2 separate regions of the Bicyclus anynana genome follow, and region 1 is linked to region 2. A link is a contact called in public Hi-C data. All regions are on one chromosome and are shown on one strand. The core of a region is the stretch at or near the end of the contact, and the rest is flanking DNA. Distances in the headings are between cores, read along the strand shown.

Region 1 (5,784 bases), core at 312-2,811, 140 kb before region 2:
CATATCTAACTGTAAAGTTATTTGCTCTACTGACTCGCATCTACAGTAATATTTATATTGTGTAATATAACCTAATTTGATAATTGCTTCATACAAAACATGTATTATGAAGTGGTAGTTAAATAATATTTTAGTTTTATTTTTAAGTAGTTCCGATATATATTAATTAAGCTAAATCCAGCGAAACTCTATATTTATATGTTACTTTATTGTTAATAATTATTTGATACTAACAAAAGAGAAACAACACAGATTTATAATGTGACTAGCGGACGCTCGCGACTTCGTCCGCGTGGAATTCAGTTTTTCAGAAATCCCGCGGATCCATGATTTTTCCGGGATGAACAGGAGGGTATGTGTTAATCCAGAGTAAAATCTATTTCCATTTCAAATCGCTTCAGTAGCAGCAGCGCAAAGGATGAACAAATATATACACTTACATAACTTTTGCCTTTATAATATTAGTGTGATGTTCATATTTTCTATTTAGTCTATACTAATATTATAAAGCTGAAGAGTTTGATTGAACGCGCTAATCTCAGGAAGTACTGGTCCGATTTGAAAAATTCTTTTAGCGTTATTTATCGAGGAAGGCTTATAGGCTATATATTATCCCTGTATTCCTACAGGAACTGGAACCACGCGGGTGAAACCGCGCGGCGTCAGCTAGTATTTAATAAAAATTAATTCACGCTGATCTCTTGGTAAGGTTTGGCCGTGTTGAATTATTACCTAGCCAGATAAGATGAACCGCCAAGCAACAATCTGTGATAATAATTGAATCAGCTCTATCTCTTTCAAATTAACGCGTTATCTCAGAATTCAACGTCACTTAACATAGAGTGTGATCGCTGTCAAGCCTTAACTTGGCATTGTATAAAAAAAATTACTAGATATTTATATTTTCAATTGTATTATTAGATGGGAATAGTAGGTAGGTAGGTTTTGCTTGAAAAAGTTTACTATAAAATAAATGACTTTTTGACCGAAATAGATCAAATACGCCTCTCTACTAGTTACGAGTACAACACCCTCATTGGGTTCCATTGTAATAAATATTTAAAATGTCATTTATTTTATGTCATGTATTAAATTATAATGGAAATGTACCTTAAAAATTAATAAATAAATGAAATAAACAAATATTATGACAAAGTTAATAATTTTATCTATCTATAATTATAAAATAAAGAGGTATAGTTTGTGGTATTCTAGGGGTAGTAATAGTAGTAAATAGGTAGTAATCTTTGGATTTACTGAACTGATTTTGAAAATTCTTTTACCACTAGAAAGCCACGCTATTTGTGAGTATGATAGGCTATATTTTATCCCTGTATTCTCATGGGAATGGGAACTACGTAGGTGTAACGGCGGGGTGTCAGCAAGTATACAACAATAATCGATAGGATTGTGCGAAACTGGGTTCTCATTGAAAATTAATAATTTACTATGGGATTATTAATTTTAAAACAGGAAAAATTATGTATAGGTATTGCTTTTCTGAAAAAAATATAGGTACGATTGTCCGCCCCACTCTCAAAGCGAATGTTTATTGTATGGAGGCATACGCGCACGCCAGTCGCCGATTCGCCGTCGCCTGCGTCGTCCGCGCCGCGCGGCAAGAATTTTCCAACTACGGAAAAATTGTGTCGCGAGTGCCTCGGACACAAGGCAAAATTGACACTTGTGTGTGTCCTTCACCTTACCTGTGTTAGACTATCCTGACTCTGTGTTGACGTGATGGATTGTGTGTGTGGCGTTTAAGTGTGTACATTGTGATTTTCTTTGCGACAGCGCCCCCGGTCCACCCTTCTGTCTTTGATACTTCCTTACCACGTAAGTACTGAAAGATGTTAAGAAATTGAAAGTATTGTACATACTTCACACACATTTATCTAATATGTCACACACTTACTATTCCTATTATATCGAAGGTCTACGAACACATAATTTAAGTGTTTAAATTATAAAGCTAAAAGTGCTCAGATTTAAAAATAACTTCGGAGCGATAAAAACGCCTTCTGAAGGTTTCTCAGATCTCGAGTGTACCCGGAAAAATGTCAAATTAATATAAATTTCCTCATATAAACAATGCAGGTTGTGTAACACGTTGTGTAAACGTATTACGCGAATTTTGAAACTGAAAGTTTTGCGAAAGGTTTTACGAAAAGATGTATTCAATGTTCGTACGACGTAAAAAGACGTTAATAGATAAACGATTGTATAGCTTTGTGTGTTTAGCAGTAGTTGTGAAGTGCATTATTTATAATTTGGAGATTGTAAACTGCGAGGTTATTGTTTGAAATAGAAACAAAAATTTAGTTAATAAGTTTTTGCAATAACTTATAACAAAGCAATAATTTAAAACCTTTTCCTTTTTATAAATCGGTTAATAAGTAAATAATACCTACTTGGTTAACGTCTAAAAAGGATAAATATACACTGCACGATATGATATTCGTGATTCGGAGATTGTAAATTTGAGGTCGACATTACTTAAATGTTACCCTAAAAAGGCCTTGCACTTTAGAGTTTTTCTTTTATATAAAAGTTATTTTATTCGTAATTTAGAGATTGCTCGCATTGCTATTTACATATTATTTCTTTATAAAAGTGTTTTCTTGTAGGTATATTTCGAGATAAAAGTTTTGGCGGAAATGACTTTATTAAGAAATTTTATCTCAAATATGCCTACATGCGAGTACTCCAATATTTCAGATAAAACTTTTTCGCGGTTTCTTGCAACCTCTTCTTATAACATTTTATTTTTTTATGATGCCTTTTAGATCTGTTTCAGTAAAACGAAACATAAATTGTTATATATTGTAAATAATAATTGATTTATTTTGTTAGAACTTTTCGCGAAAACCGAAGAATCCAAGCGACAACGCAACTTAGATTCTTTATGTATGTTTCAATTTGAAAACAATGTTCCAAAAGATTGTCCATCGTAGAATCAACATCTGAGGATTTAGTATTCATATTGAACTTTAGTAAATAACGCCTGCTTTTATTCAAAACTTATATTGTGTTGAGTACTATTTATTTTCTTTAATCATTATCTTCTTTAATATTTATTGTCTAGGAACTAAATTATAATTACTCTTTTATTTATTTATTATATTTTATTCAGGCTATAAAAGATTGAAGTAGGTAGGTATGATTTAGAGAATGTAGGCGCGTCAACAGAGTAAGGTTAACGTCGCTTACGAAGTGTAACCTTAAAATAAAATCACGGCTTCGAATAGACATTTTATTGTAGATATATGTATTAGGTTATTTTACTAAGGAGACCGGAATGCAAGGCAAGTGTTACTATTAAAAAGGTTAAATTAGTTAAAAATTATGATAATTTTTCACAAATCTATTTAAAAAAATAAATAAAATGTTAAGTATATTTATTTTATTGTTTACAACACATTTTTTGGATCTATTTTGCGAACTTCCACGTTCAAAAATCGAGTGTTCTTTAGTTAAGTACAAGATAATATTCCACCTCGGAAAATTTCATTTAATGCCTTGAAAAATTATAAAATATATAGAATATTACGTAACGCACACAACAGAAAACAATCAAAATGTAAAGCAAACAGGTAATCGACCCTTGTTCTTAATTCCTGACTATGATTTGTAGTGAAGACTTGTAAAGGTTTTTTGTTTGGTCTAGGTAGAGTTGCCGTTTGGTTTCGTCAGTTTTCGAAAATATAATTCAATAATTCATTGTTCAAATATAATATGCAAAAGTAGTCGCCCGCTATCATTAAATAAACTGACAGACATAACAATCGTGATTTGCTCTAGTTTTATTACGAAATAATGATAATGATATATCGGTATAGTGGCACGTATTTGATACTCGGAAAAACCTCTTCCTATAATTTATTTTATACGCTTTTAAACACGCTAGGGCTGTCTATCAATCTAAATTATTACAGAGAGTAAAAATTCCTATTACAGTATTGATTTAACAAAAAAATACTAGTCGTATAACTAACATAGGTTATATACCCATATTTTTTATAGATATATACATTTTACGTCGTTGACGCGTTTGGAACCCTCGTAACTTTAATTTTAAGTTTTCGAATAATTATTATCACCATTATCTTGGGTTTAATATTACCTGACGTTTCGAAAGAGCTTGTAAACTAAGCCTATTTGAAATAAATGAATTTTAACTTTGATTTTGACTTACATCAACACCATTCTAATCATAAAGACATTCAAAGTTTTATTTTGTATAAAATTTGAAATCACACTTTTCTGTGCGTTCATTAATTAAAATACTATACCAATATAGACGTGAAAAATAATAACCCAACAAATATGTAAAAATAAATTTATAAAACTATTAAATTTGCATTCGGTTGTAAAAGTTTATAATAACCGCAATAAATTTAAATATTCAAAACAAATAAGTCTTTCTATAATGATCTTTAAATAAATCCTTGAATTACACGCAACGACACACGATAGAGATAAAATTATCGATATTAGTTTAGCAATCACTATAAAATGTCTGTTTGTATAATATGTTCTCATCCAAAGAGTGTATTAGTGTATTAATATATGTATAGATGACTTGATGTCGAATTTACAATCGATTCTGAACCGGTCACTTCATTAAACCAGTACCGCCACCTTTGAACTATAAAGGTCCCGATAAACTACATGTTTGGGATGAATTTATTTCATTTTGTTGAAAATTACACGCCGTGATGCGATTTTTTTCATCGTTGTTATCATGTATCCCATGGTTGATATCTGGACTGAAACCTTTTGTTCAGGCTTCCAAACTCCACATTAACTGTACGCATCCATCGACTGCCTGCTTTAGTTTTCATAATAAAACATGAAAATCATTTTTTTATTTAAGTTGTCCGAAATACGATATTCTAGTGCATTAAATCATCGTCTCAATTAGCTTCATTTTATAGATTTCTTTGTCTGTAGAGTAAAGAAATATTCGAAATTGTAATATTTACGACATGGATTTATATCGCAACGGTTATTAGTCATTGACAATGAAGAATGTTTTGGTTATTACGAGTATTAACCTACTGGGGATATTACGGCTCCTTTAAGAGCAATTTACACTAACGAATAATATTTTTTTTAATTTTTGTCCTCTCAAAATAACTTCACCTCACATAAAACGAGGAAGAGTGCACGAAGCTTACCACTGAAATATTATTTTTATTAAAATAGTTAAAATGTTATAGCTAAAATGTATTGGATAGAAGCAGGCGTTACTTTGTGGAAGTTTATCATGAATATATAATAATTTATTTATTTTGCTATCACCCGCGAAAAGCCGACGAACCCATGCGACAACGTCACTCAGGCCCGACAAAATACTCTCTCCGCACGTTTCACCCCGAAACCGGAGCATTCTCAGGAGATGTCGACTTTACAACGTCATTTTGTTTTTGCAATCTAAAAGGTTTTCACTCAAAGATTATTCAAACTAACGTACATATTTGAGCACAAAGCCGGGCGTCAAGCGGATTCTACGAGTAGATTGTTTGGTTCTGCGTTACATCATCCTTAATGGGGCATAAATTATATTTTTAACCTGTCGCCTAATTAATTAATCAGGCAGTTTTTTTAGCTACTTTGTAATTCGAGAACATGCTTCATAAGTTTTTCAATAATATGCATTTAATAAATCTAAATATAACACAAAGGTGACTCACTGACATAGTGATCTATCACCGCCCACAGCCGAAACCACGGATCGGGCTGAAATTTGGCATGCAGGTAGATGTTATAACATATACCCCA
Region 2 (6,522 bases), core at 1,340-3,839:
TTATATTTGGTATTTGGGGTAATTACCAATAAAAAATTCTTTATCTTATTTCTTTAGTTTTTGTAAACGGTTTTTAAAATACCTATTTAAAAACATAGGACGGCATTTCCTTGAACAATATTGAAAATTACTGATTCGACGGTTCGTGTCGTACTGATTCGAGAATGTATTAGTTTTGAATTTTGTATTTGGAGCGGCTACGACACCGTCGTGTTCCGTACACTCCATCTGTATATTATTAATCATCTGCGACTCTATGTAAGTAGGTAGCTACTATAAATACTGTACCTAGCTAATTATCTTTTGCTACTATTTTTTCAAGTAGAGGAAGAGAAGTAGTACTCAAAAGTCCTACCTTCTGTGTCAGTATTTTCTTGCACATTTTCCAATTGCAAGGCTGCGTAAACTTTTTGTTTTCCATACAATTTACATTTTATTTTACCCGATTCACTCAGAGCATCGAGAGCTTTTTGAACTGCACCTTTCGTGTACGCTCCTCTTAAATTAACGGTGACATCTGCACAGGAATATGGCCTATTCGTATCGATTAAATATTTCAAAACTGAATCACTAGCCATTATTATTCTTTGTAATTTATAAAATTATCGTTATCAATTACCAGAAAAAATACATAAAAATGACGCACAACTTTTTTTTTTTGGCGCAAGAAATGATAAGGCAAAGGCTGAGATGTATTCAGCCTATTATTTTAAAAAGTACGCTCAGAAATGTGAAAATTTAAATACCTTTACCTATTCAAAAATTATTTATTATTTAGTTGTAACATAAAATTAGTTACATAGTAAAACTGTATCTACCTATTTTAATTCTTGCTATTGTAAAATGTAAACGAACAGTGTAAAATAAGACAGATTTAGGAACATAACGAATAGAGGCGAAACCTGATTTAACAAAAAATATCGAATTAATTTGTATAAATTAGAAACACCTGCAACACAACTAATGAAAAATTACGTTTTATTTGAACTTAACGTTTGACCGGTAGTTATATTTTGCTTTTATTATATATTTTTGTTAATTTCAAAGTCTGTGATCAAAATAGAACTTGGTTTATCCTAAGATTTTTCTGAATTTGGACCATAGTGATTCTGAATTTGAAGTGTTACGTTAAATAGGTACGTTACTTTTATCGGGTAGACAGGGATAAACTTCCTCGTAGCTCGTAGGTCAAACGAAATATTTCTGTGTTTTTTTTTTAATTACCTGAGGTATTACAGTGTAAAGTTACTAACTCACGATTTATGAAGCCTTTATTTTGTGGATTTCAGGCCTCGTCCCCCAGGAGATGTCGTTACGAAAGTGCAGAATTTTACAAAACAATCAAAATGTCATCATTTGATTTGATTTTGGGGAATTCTGCATTTTGATTATACGCAAAAATCTTCGACGCCCTATAGAATCTTAAAAATACCATTCATTTCTATGATTATCTAGAGATCTCTAGAATCTTGGCTCGCTGGCTAGAGATTTTATCTGTCACAGAGATGATACATCGCGAAAGTCATGGAGATACCTATAGGTACCACAGCTCGACAGAGGCGTGCTTAAGGGTTTTAACTAGGATATGTGTAGTATATGTCAACAGCCTAGACTGTCAATAGATGAGTCTATAAATATAAGCCTCGGACAAGAGGGGGAGTTAGTTGCACTTTGGTGCTACAGCAGTACGTACCACGAGGTACTAAGTAGATACAGTGTTCAAACAACTGGATGTGATAAGCCGAGTGATCAACCGATCACCCAGAGAGTGTGCAAACACTACAATATGTGCCTATAAGTAAAAATTGGAAAATTCCTCGTCTATTCTGTGGTCTAACATAGGTATGTATTGAGTCTTTAGGGTAGGCCGTGCTTTTTTGCAACTATGAAGTGACCGCCACTGCAGCTCGACCCCCTCCCCTCTAAACACCTCACCTAAATTACGACTATTTTGTTATATGCTAAAATATAAGTCAATATTATAATAATGACTTACCTAATTACTTTGCTACTAGACCCATCAAAGTAGGCAAGCAACCGGTGATCATAATAATTTTGGCCAATAGTTCAAGGTTAAGTTTGCATAAAAATCACGTTTCATTATGCTAGCTACCCACGGTCCAAATACCGATGGTCCAATAAACCTACATGCCTGTAGCACTGCCAGCATGATGTCCGGTAAAACTAATAGGGTCGTTGATCAAAGACCTAGTACATAGAATAAGGGTCCGAAATATGTATATCGATATCATCACTACATAGTATAAAACAAAGTCGCTTTCTCTGTCCCTATGTATGCTTATATCTTTAAAACTACGCAACGGATTTTGTTGCGGTTTTTTTAATAGATGATCGATTGATTTTGATTTGATATAACAACATCCATGGTTCCCGCGGGATTTGTGAAAAGCTGAAATCCACAGCCAACACACGATGAGTTTTACCGGACGTCATGCCGGCAGCGCTGCAGGCATATGGGTATATTTTACTGTGTGTGGTTAGCATAAGACAGGCAGATACCTACCTTCGTATGCATTAGACATCACTACTAAGATTCATTGGTATGTGGAAATTGCTTTATCATTTCATCGAAATATGTTAATTATGCGTGATTTTTATTTATTTATAATAGACACTTTACTTAATTGGTATCGAGATTATTTGTAAATGTCGCCTGTTGGACGACTTTCAGACTTTAAATTCACGGGAAACTATGTAATAATTATTAACATCCTAGATAATAATACGTAACAGCCTGTCATAGCAAGATCTGCTTTATTTTATAAGAGCTAAAAGTTTGACACTCTTTTACGGTAGGCTATTATCGAGCTCGGGCCGTTGTGGTTTTGGTAGAAAGCTTCCAAGGGTCTAGACTAGACCCTTAACCACCCAAGATTAAAACATTTTTTTTATTACAAATCACTTGTAAAGAATAAAAAGAAAAGAAAAAACCTGTCAACAAAAATCATGTTCCTGTCCACTCATTGCCAAATGATTTTTCGGAAATCTGATGACAGTGGGTAATTCCTTTTTTTTAAACTTCGTTGGCTTGGCAGTAACATACTGCCTGTAACGTTTCTTCAAGTTGCCTGCCCCACATCTCCTACCTATTTTTTCACTTTCTCCGCGTATAGACTTAACTTAGCTTCGTGTCAAGACAATCCTTAATTAGGTGCATATATTGAAACGTAAATAAATATAACAACTGATCGTTTGAATGGATTTCAGTGTTAAGCTGAGAGATAGATTATCATACTTTACAGAATAGCACATGACACATCTCACAGGAAATGTGAAACCGCGAGGCACGGGCACAGCAAGTGTTAAAATAATTCTTCTTTAATTAGGAAGGAACTACCGTACGCCCCGCAGTTTCTTTTCCCGCGAGATAAAACATATCGTATGACACTCAGTCACTAATGCTTTCCAGCGGTGAAAGAATTTTCAAAATCAGTTCAGAACATCCAGAGGTTTCCCCTTTCCCCAGGCGTTTTCCCCTACAACACCACAAACTTTACCTCTTTATAATCTAATATATAAAATTTTTTGTGCATATTCAGTAGGTCTGAGAATCGGCCAACATCTATTTTTCAAACCCCTAAATCCTAGGGTAGGGTAGTGGTAGGGTAGGGGTATGGTATAGGGATAGGGTAGCGGTAGGGTAGGGTAGTGGTATGGTAGGTTTATGGTATAGGGATAGGGTAGGGGTAGGGTAGCGGTAAGGTAGTTGTAGGGTAGGGTAGGGGTAGAGTAGAGGTAGGGTAGGGATAGGGAAGAAGTGCAAATAAGTAAATTAATAAGTAAAAGTGAAGCTTGAGCGGGTCCGCTAGTATTAGTATAAAAGATAGATATACCTATTTTATTCCTAGGCCGCACACATCGCGAATATTTTGGTTATCGCGACGTGTGTGGCCAAACACGCGAATACTTTGGCAAATAAGAAACAGCCACTTCTCTCCACCTTCGCGAATAATGTCACGAATATTGTCACGGTGTGTACGGCCTAGGCCAGGGTAGGCGAACCAATGGCACGCGTGCCATTGATGGCACGCGACACAATATTTTGGGCACGTCGCCGGTCATAAAACATGTGTAAAGTAGGTATTTGACATAAATTATTTGTCATCTAACCTGCAGCAACAGAAGAGTTTTGATAGTATTTATTATTGTTATTCTCCAAATAATCAGAAAGTCAAAATTATTTGATGGCACGCCAATGACCCCATTAAACATTTTTTAGAAAAAATGGCACGTTGATGCATAAAGGTTCGCCTACCCTGGCCTAGGCATTAACCACATTGCTTTGTTTCGTCAGGGTCGGGATGCGACACCGTATTTAGAGAGGAACCGCGTGGGCCGCGATGCCATTGATTCGGCAGCCGCGCTCACTGACATGGGCAAGTATCTCTTCAGAGAGAGAAGACTGCCAGTGTACGACATCGCCGTCGCTATCACCAAGTAAGTTGGTAACTGTAACTGTACATATGTTTGACAGAAGATCACAGGTCACGTCAGGTCACAACTTGTTTAAACTCAGACTCGCTACAGACCGTCAGTTTTAAGTAGGTATTAATATTAGTAGTAGGTCAATAGTAGGTAGTTTTATCTAATCAAAATTTCAACCAAAATTATTAAAAAAAAAACTGTAGGCAAATAAAACTAACGAAGTGACATACGTACGATTTAACTGTACAGTTCGACTGTTCATTTAAAACTGCACGTCTGCAGCACTGGTTAGGTTCATGTCAATAAATAACACATGAAATAAAACAACTGAAACAATCGATTAAGAATAATAATCTTTATAAATTCAGACAAAAAATGTAGCTACCCGGAATTAGGTACAAGCTTGCGCCGCTGCAAATTTCGATAGTTCTGCAAGACCTTGAGCCAGATAATTCTAGTTCTGTACACAATTTGAGGGTGTGACAGTAGTGGCATTTGTCTGAAACTTCAATATTAGCTTAGGTACAGGTCAAAATTCGTAACACTAATAAATGATTAGGTACGCTACTGTTTTGATCCATAATACAAAAGTCATGATCTTTTATAGCAACGCTACATAGTCCTTGACTTATAAGTAAATATGCTTAACGGTGATAAATTCGATTGTCAATTTAGGCATATTTCAGTCGTGATTATTACATTAAAGTATTAAGATGTTGAGTAATCCGGTTAGAGACAAGACAATCATTCTGCATTGTAGCCTGTAGGTATAAAATTGTAAGAAGAAGGTACCCATCTCAAATGCCTCCTTCAAAATAATAATGACTGATTTATATGCAGAAAGAGGCTTAGGTATGTTAAAACGAGTATAATAAATACTGATGAAGGTTCAGAACCTTTTTTACCAATAGACCTTTAAAACGCCTTTAATGTTCACGTATAAGCAATTTTCTCATTACGAACTTTTGCTTTATTAGCACTTTCAAGGATATTCTGGTAAGTACAGCTACTTATACCATAGAAACTCTTAGATACTTTTAATTTAGCGCCATTATTCCAAGTTTAAAAACGTTATCCTAGCATAGACAAGCAACACATTTTTATTCATCAAAAAAAGTCCTGATGTTGAATGAAGACACAAAAACTGATTTTACCAACAGGTATGACATGTGCCGACGGCGCAAGGGTGGTCGCTGTACAAAAGGCACCGCTGGTAATTTAATTTTAACCAAACCTTTATAAGGTTGCGACTGGTTTACTCGGCATTAACATAGGCTTACGAGTGAAATAATGCGGCTTGTTAATTTTTATTTTTAATGTTTTTGCGGTAAAGGATTTGGTAATGGCGCTGAAATGTTGTCATAGACATCGTTCTATGGTCCTTGACACCTGGTTTCGGTTATGGGAAACTGATGACATGATGTATAAACAGAATGTGAAGCTTTACGCATTATAACATGGTAACAAACATGTTCGGATGGATATTCGAATTGAATCGAATGTGGCTACAAAGGCGGCAGCGATTTGATATGAAGCAATTTATTGAGCATTTTATTTGGATGGCTTTCAGACTAGACATGTGCAGGAGACAATATGCGAACGATGCGTGCAATAGAGGGACCGCAGGTAGGCGTGTGTCAAAGATTGTTATCCCCCAAAGCACGCCAATTATTTCATTTAGTTCCTCACCATTTCAAACACGATGTTCCAGAAGGAACAAGAAACCCTATGACACCTATTCCCTCAAATCCGAGACTTCATTAGCACTTTGTGAATAATCTATCTTTACAAAACTCTATTTCCTACACAGCTATTTAGTAAATTAGTGTTCTCATGTATATAGATTTGAACTTTCCTCTGTTCGTAGTTTAGTCATTACCCACTCTCATGTTCTACAGCTCACCATTCAAACCATGTATTTAAAACATATAAATACTCTTGGAGACCTTCATCTGTATATGAGTCATGCGTCCAACATTAAACCGATCGGTCTTTCGTAAAAGCATGCGATGGCTCTTTTTTACTCATCAACATAAAACAAGCGTAGCATTTAAAGTGATGCTTTTATTTATTGCT

The links. A called contact is a pair of places that touch in the nucleus more often than the background predicts.
Region 1: a Hi-C map of whole body shows a contact between it and region 2, with 1.8 times the contacts expected there. The contact joins the promoter of LOC112051535 here to the promoter of LOC112051541 in region 2. A contact is called at or near these places in 2 of 2 Hi-C or Micro-C datasets (whole body and whole larva).

What each region holds. Positions count from the first base shown.
Region 1 is chr2:14,265,816-14,271,599 of ilBicAnyn1.1, reverse strand. It overlaps LOC112051535 (A disintegrin and metalloproteinase with thrombospondin motifs 1), which reads left to right and starts at 1,561. Exons shown (of 18, transcript XM_052888523.1): 1 at 1,561-1,836.
Region 2 is chr2:14,129,832-14,136,353 of ilBicAnyn1.1, reverse strand. LOC112051541 (homologous-pairing protein 2 homolog) reads right to left here and starts at 2,589. Exons shown (of 3, transcript XM_052888558.1): 1 at 356-2,589. The coding sequence starts at 578. It overlaps LOC112051535 (A disintegrin and metalloproteinase with thrombospondin motifs 1), which reads left to right. Exons shown (of 18, transcript XM_052888523.1): 10 at 4,316-4,458; 11 at 6,017-6,072.